2 separate regions of the Mus musculus genome follow, and region 1 is linked to region 2. The links are chromatin contacts, called in public promoter capture Hi-C maps. All regions are on one chromosome and are shown on one strand. The core of a region is the stretch at or near the end of the contact, and the rest is flanking DNA. Distances in the headings are between cores, read along the strand shown. Region 1 overlaps Ifngr2 (interferon gamma receptor 2). Region 2 overlaps Ifnar2 (interferon (alpha and beta) receptor 2).

Region 1 (3,335 bases), core at 686-3,185, 180 kb before region 2:
TAGCCCTGGCTGTCCTGGAACTCACTATGTAGACCAGGCTGGCCTCAAACTCACAGAAATCTACTGGCCTCTGCTTTCAAGTGCTGGGAATAAAGGCATGTGTCACCATGCCTGGCTAAGACTTTTCACAAGTCAATACTTTACGGAAAACAGGCAAAGAAGGCGACGTGGTAAGGGACAAGAAAAGAAGAAACACGTGCACTTCTTTTTCCTGTTTTGTTTACCAGACAGGGTTTCTCTGTGTAGCCTTGGCTGTCCTAGACCAGGACTCTAGACCAGGCTGGCCTCGAACTCACAGAGATCCTCCTGCCTCTGCCTCCCAAGTGCCAGGAGTAAAGGTGTGCACCACCACCACCCGGCAGATAGACTTAAAAAAAAAAAAAGTTTAACATACAATCTTTTATCTCTAGATTAAAAAAAAAAAAAAAAGACTTAAATTACCAGGACATTATTTACAAGATTAATCACCTCTCTGTGAGTGAGGTGCTGGGGTGGGTGGGGCGTGTACGTGCTAGGCAAGCACCGAGCCCAGGGGTCTCACATTTAAGCCATCACATTGGACATGAAGGGGACACTAAGGGCCCCTCTTTGTGACAGGCAGGGTTGGCTGGGACAACTCATTTTCCAGAGTGAAGGCAAGGAAGGACCCAGTCTTCTGACAGCAGGGGCAGCTAACACTGGAGAAAGCACCACACACAGGTTTGCCGCCACGTTGCCAGTAATGAGCAGTTGTCTTTTTAGTGTTTAAGAGAAGCGCTTGGTTTGTTTTTGTTTTTGTTTTGTTTCTGAGATATCTTTCTGTGGAATCCTTTTAAATACTTGTAGCATCCAGAAAACTCATAAAGAACAAACACTACACCATCTTCCCCAGTCCTGGGGCCCTGGGGATCTCTCTCGGGTGCACTGATCGCTGCCCTCCTGGGCAAGCAGAGACCCTGGCCTGGTTCACGGTGTTTGGAGCACATCATCTCGCTCCTTTTCTGGAGAAGAAATAATTGACACGGAGTCCCAGGAGTCCTCCTTCGGTGAACCGTCCTTGTCCAAGACCTCTAAGATGAATTGGTCTGGGTCCTTTAGATACTAGAAAAGGATAGAAGGCCAGCCAGTTACAGACAGTCCGATACAATGTCCCTACTTGTAGTTGATGTAGTCATATTATAATCAGGTACAACTCCACTTTGTCCATCAATGAAGTGATACCACCACCAATCGTCATTGTTAACTGTTGTGACCCTAGGGGTCAAGCCCAGGCCTGGCACACGGTAAGGGCACACTGCTGCTAACTCATGCTCAGCCCTGATTTCCAGCACGTGCCTGCCTCTTCAGCCCTCATCTCTGTAATGGCGCAGGCCCAGGTGTAGCTCAGAGCAAGAGCGCTTGTCTAGAAAGTACAAGGGCCTGGGCTCCATCCTCTGTTCATCTGATGAAAGCTGGGAAGGGCAGAACTCAGGAAAAGTGGGAATCCCCACTGTGCCCAGCTGTGGCAGGATAAAGCAGGGAACGTCCCTAAACTCTAGCCCCTCCTTCCACCTGCACACAACCCTGGACGCATCTGGGTGGGGCTAGGATCCTCACAGTGAAGAGGGGTCTCACAGCCCTGAACTTTCTTTCCCTTTTGCTCTTGGCTATAAACCCCCCAGGATTCCAGGGCTCCATCCGCAGCTCTTAGAAGTGCTATCGGCCAATGGAAAGAGGAACAGAAGTCATGTGCGTGCCATGTGAAACCTCAGACACAGAAGCGGAAACCAATCTCTACTCTCAAGTAACGTCAGCAGCCTCTGGCAGTTCTTCACACTTTCCCAAGAAAGTACAGCAAAACCTTAGATTTCTGCCCCAGAGAAACAACTGTGGTGGCCCAGGCTCAGTTCCTCTGAGGGCTGTACCTGAGAGTCAGGACGAGCCCAGTGAAAGCTCAAGGGCCATCGGGAACTGTTACTCTTTGGCAGTGTCAACAAGGGAAACCTTTAACCCATCACCACGAGCCACGTGTTATATAGACTCTGACCTAACCCAACAGCCATTTTACTACTTAGTTATTCTGTGTGAACGTATGTGGGTGGGCATGTGCCCACGCACGGGGGCGGGGGGGGCAGAGGACGGCACGGGGTGTCCATTCTCGCCTACCACGAGGGGGCGGGGCCACAGCGGGTCACTCGCGCATCTGCGCACTGACCTCTTCGATTTGTTCCGGGATGTTTGGCGGAGCCTGAAACCAGTACTTCACTCGGCTTTGGTATTTGAGGAACAGGGTGAAGCAGGCGCCCGTCAGGCCGAGCAGCAATGCGAAGATGCCCAACGGAATCAGGATGACTTGCTGCAGCCTGGCGGAGGCTAAAGAAGATGACACAGAAGTGAGCAAGCCGCCAGCAGCAGTCCACGCCCCATCTCCCACTGCTGGGCCGTTTTCTCGTCCCAGGAAGACCCACAGGCCCTCTCTACCCCCTTGCCTCAATATGCGCTTAAACTAATAATTTTGACCTGAACATGTAAAACCTGAAAATTTCTATTCAAAAATCAAAAACTGCCCTGTCATAATACCACAAATGGAAAATTCCACATCCAAATTCACCTGATGGGCCCCGGTGCAATTGGAGCGGTGAGATGGTTCAGCAAATGAAGTTGCCTGCCTCTAAGACCGACAGGCCTGCATTTTGTCCTGAAGACCCATGTGTGACAGCAGAGGGCAGTGTGAACGTCCTCTATCCTGTCACAATACCACAGAGTGTCCTCTGACGGCCACTCAAGTGTACTCACATGACATGTATGCATGCACGCTCCCACACACACGCGTGCACACACACACACACACACACACACATGCACACAAACCCCCCACTTAAGTAAGCAAAAAATGCAATAAAAAATTCTATACCAGTGTACTAAAAATATTATATAAAGCCTCCTTCAGGCTATGCATGCAAGGTGTCTATGAAAACATAAGGGAATTTTATGGTCAGATTTAGGATTCATCCCTAAGACACCTCATTTTATATATATATGCAAACATTTTAAAATCTGAAACAAGACGACCACAAATCTGACATACTCCTGGTCCCAGGCGTTGTGGCTGCTGCTCAGCCTAGTCACACAGCCATTGCTGCTGAGACCTCAATATAATTCTCCTGTCGGGTAAGCACTTCCGGTCTCTTCTCCGACCACCAGCCACATGCCACAGCATGCCATCCTAACCACTTCAGGAGAAGCCTTTTTTGCAGCAGGTAATGGATACATGAAGGTATGTCCTACCATTTGCTGTTGTTTCGTGACAGGATACATTGCTCAAGAGCCCATGTGGTCGGATTTTTTTGTTTTTCAAAATCAGTTGTGCCTCAGTT
Region 2 (3,075 bases), core at 97-2,596:
CTGCCTTGAGTTCCCTCGACAACCACCCGTTGCTTCCCAAGTTCCTTTTGGCCAGAGTATTTTATCACAACCACAGAGATGAAACCAGAACGCGCAAGCTAGCGATATGTGTGATCATCAGCAGAGGAAATGTGAGTTTTGCAGGAGGAAGGCAAAGTCACAAGACACTCATGCTTTCTCCTGGCTGGTATAACCGTTGGAGTTATGATATACAAGAGAATAGACAGTTTCGGGCCAGGGCTACAGGACTTACATCATAGATACACTCTCTCCAAAGAGCTACTGAGAAAAGCAAGGACTTCGGAAAGCGGCTGTTGTTTGTGGGCAGAGGAGGGCCAAGGTGGTCCCTGCCAATTCCATCCTTATCCCCATAGCAATGTTTAGGCAAAGACAAAAACTCTGGGCTAAATATTAAGCAGTCCAGTGATCTAGTGGCTTTGGACCCAAGCTTGCCAAGTAGGGCTTTCTGGAGTATACCTTGTCTCCATGAGTAAAGAAACAGGGACATAAACCACCAATATGGTCACGAGACCTTGAGCCTGATGGAAATTCGGACTTGTAAACTCTAGAGTGACCTCGGAGGAATCACTGTGCAAACTGCAAACTGCCAGGATTTGGCTTATAAACACAAGCTTGGCTCCTGCTGCAATAGCTTTGGGCTACAGAAGAATTTAAATTAATTAGGAAAGGATAGGTGTTTTGACTTTGGCCTTTTATGAGTCAGAAAACAAAAAAAACAAAACAAAACAAAACAAACAAACAAACAAAAAACCCCAACAAGACAGAGAACTGGAAAGATGGCTGGCCAGATAACCTAGCAAAAAACTCAAGCCCAGTGAGAGAGACTGTGTCAAAAAATAAGGCAGAGAGTGATTGAGGAACTTCCAGTGTCAACACACACACACACACACACACACACACACACACACACACACACCCCTCCCCAAAACATGTAAGTTAACCTAAAAAGTTCTGGGGCAGGAAGTATGCCTAGCGAGGGGAGAAACCATGCAATGGAGGAGAGGTAACATACTCAGTGAGAGAGAGAGAAAAAACAAAAAACACAAAAAGGCCACGCCAACTGACCTCATGACTGTGTACCAGAGGGTGTAGTTAGCGGGTGGGCCAGACTTGTTCTCTAATTCCCAGGATAAAATTAGCCGGGAATTTCGTATTGTTATGTTTATAGTGCAAGGTTCATCTGGATACCCTAGAAAGAACAGGAGGCAACGATGAGAAGAAACGATGAGAAGAAACGATGAGATTTGGAACTAGGGTGGCACTCCCTTAGGAGCTCGGACACACACGGCTCACAGGCAAGCCCTAGTGGAAGCATTCTGGCACTTAGACCAAGCAGGAAGTCCACTGGACACGGGAAGTGAAGCAATTCAGTTGATTAGTGACAACTTATTATCAGGGCAGGAAAACTAACAAATGGGAACTCGGCACCCTGTAAACACAGGACAAAGGGCTTCTCTGAACTGTTTTGAGTTCACGGATTCAAAATATTCCTCTCTCAACTGGCCCATAAACTGCTGTGCCACCCACCCCTCTCCCCCTCATTCCTCCCTCCCTCCCCAACTGTCCCTCTTTCTCTCTCTCCCCCACACTCTCCCTTTTCTGTCTCCCTCCCTCCTGAAGTCTCTCCCCATTATCCTTCCCTCCCCACCCCCCTCCTTCCCACCCTTGATCTCAAATCCCCACTGCATTTTTATTCCCCTCATCACACAAAGGAGAACAAATTTCAGTTGAAGAAATTTATTTTCCTTTGCCTGAAACTAATCTGTAGACGATTGGAAATTAAAGAGACATTCGTCTGGACCCTGTTCTGTTTTCTTCATCCTTTTCTTAGTGAGCTGAAAAGCTTCAGTGTGCCTTTAAGAGGGCCTCCTAATAATCACTAGTGCTTTTTTTGTTTTTGTTTTTGTTTTTGTTTTTGTTCCCTCTTATAATAGTTTAGAGCACAAATAATGAAAAACACCCTTAGCTCCTCTACCTAGAAAGGATTCCAATAAACTGGTCAGCATATCTGGGGTCAGAAATCAAACTCCCCCCCCCCTTTCCTGCCTGTTAGCCAGATACTTTGACCCTTACATTAAATTCAGTCAAGCTCAGAACAGTTCTTACCATCAAAAGCAGACGGTGTGATAGTCTCTAGGCTCGCAGACACTAGAAGGAAGCACAACAGATTACAACAGGGCTTGTTACGGGCCCAGACTGTCAACATTACTCTAAATGTAAGGCTCTATGACATACATGTGCTACTTAAGGGTTGAGATTTTCTTGTGCTAACAAAAATCCTGTGGAGAGTATGGATGCTCTTGGGTAATGTGGTATGGCCGACATGACACGTGTGCCATCTGAAGGTGGCAATCGGGGCGGATGTAAAGTGAGGCCGCTGGGACTTGACACAAACGGCAGGGGTTGGAAGGGTTGAGAGAGTGTCTGAGAAGTGGCTGTCTATGTGACACATTTCTCGGAACAGAAATAAGCACGCTGTTAATTAATACATTTAAAGTAAAGATATTTAACAAGAGTGGCAGATGAAGAGAGGGTATTTGTGATTGGAGTTAGTGAGTGTCGTCCCTTAGAGTAGGGATGGGCAAGAGGGGTCATTTGTTTCCTGATCTTGCAGTGACTTACAGGGAGTAGAGTTCCTGGTATTTTTTAGAAACCATAGGCGGGACACATTAACTGTGGATGTCCACACTGAGACATTTGTCATACTCCTGGATCCGCTGAGGACAATGAATGGGAGAGATGACATTGTGGAATTCAAACAGTTCAGAGGAAGGAACAGAAAGGACGTGAAGAAATACAGATATAGAAAAGATAAGGGCTAAAAAGAAAGGAAGAGTATAAATCAATGTGTAGGGATGGATTTTTCAAGTTAGTTTATATGGGAAGAGATAAAGGGATGGCCACCTTCTAAACGCCACCGGGCGTGAGATTCAGGGTGTGCAGAGCCGCAACCCTTTGAATTATAAACAAGGCCGTTTCCTGAATATGGCTGTAGCCTATATTATTCTGGCTTAGCTAAAATGAAGGGGAAGACCCCCGTGGGGTGCCTGATGC

Evidence for each region. Capture Hi-C pulls out chosen DNA fragments and counts their contacts.
Region 1: a promoter capture Hi-C map of liver shows a contact between it and region 2. The contact joins two enhancer-like sites. A contact is called at or near these places in 4 of 39 promoter capture datasets (the C10 cell line, embryonic stem cells and macrophages), 4 of 484 Hi-C or Micro-C datasets (the CH12 cell line, bone marrow-derived macrophages, cardiomyocytes and 1 more), 20 of 115 datasets of contacts at active chromatin or transcription factors (the 230-238 cell line, CD8 T cells, the HPC-7 cell line and 11 more) and 4 of 9 other capture datasets (adipose tissue, liver, macrophages and 1 more).

The regions. Positions count from the first base shown.
Region 1 is chr16:91,560,616-91,563,950 of GRCm38.p6, reverse strand. It overlaps Ifngr2 (interferon gamma receptor 2), which reads right to left. Exons shown (of 7, transcript NM_008338.4): 5 at 3,247-3,335; 6 at 2,174-2,331; 7 at 1-1,080. The coding sequence ends at 946. Among named protein-coding and RNA genes, the nearest start is that of Ifngr2, 15 kb to the right of the region's middle. Within about 2 kb of position 1,935, at least 41 of the 459 cell types and tissues checked have an H3K27ac peak or open chromatin away from gene starts, as enhancers often do. A contact at or near this core is called in bone marrow-derived macrophages, liver and microglia, where this site is marked.
Region 2 is chr16:91,384,077-91,387,151 of GRCm38.p6, reverse strand. Ifnar2 (interferon (alpha and beta) receptor 2) reads right to left here. Exons shown (of 9, transcript NM_010509.2): 3 at 2,128-2,169; 4 at 1,087-1,210. Among named protein-coding and RNA genes, the nearest start is that of Gm36587, 6.3 kb to the right of the region's middle. Within about 2 kb of position 1,346, at least 44 of the 459 cell types and tissues checked have an H3K27ac peak or open chromatin away from gene starts, as enhancers often do. A contact at or near this core is called in bone marrow-derived macrophages, liver and microglia, where this site is marked.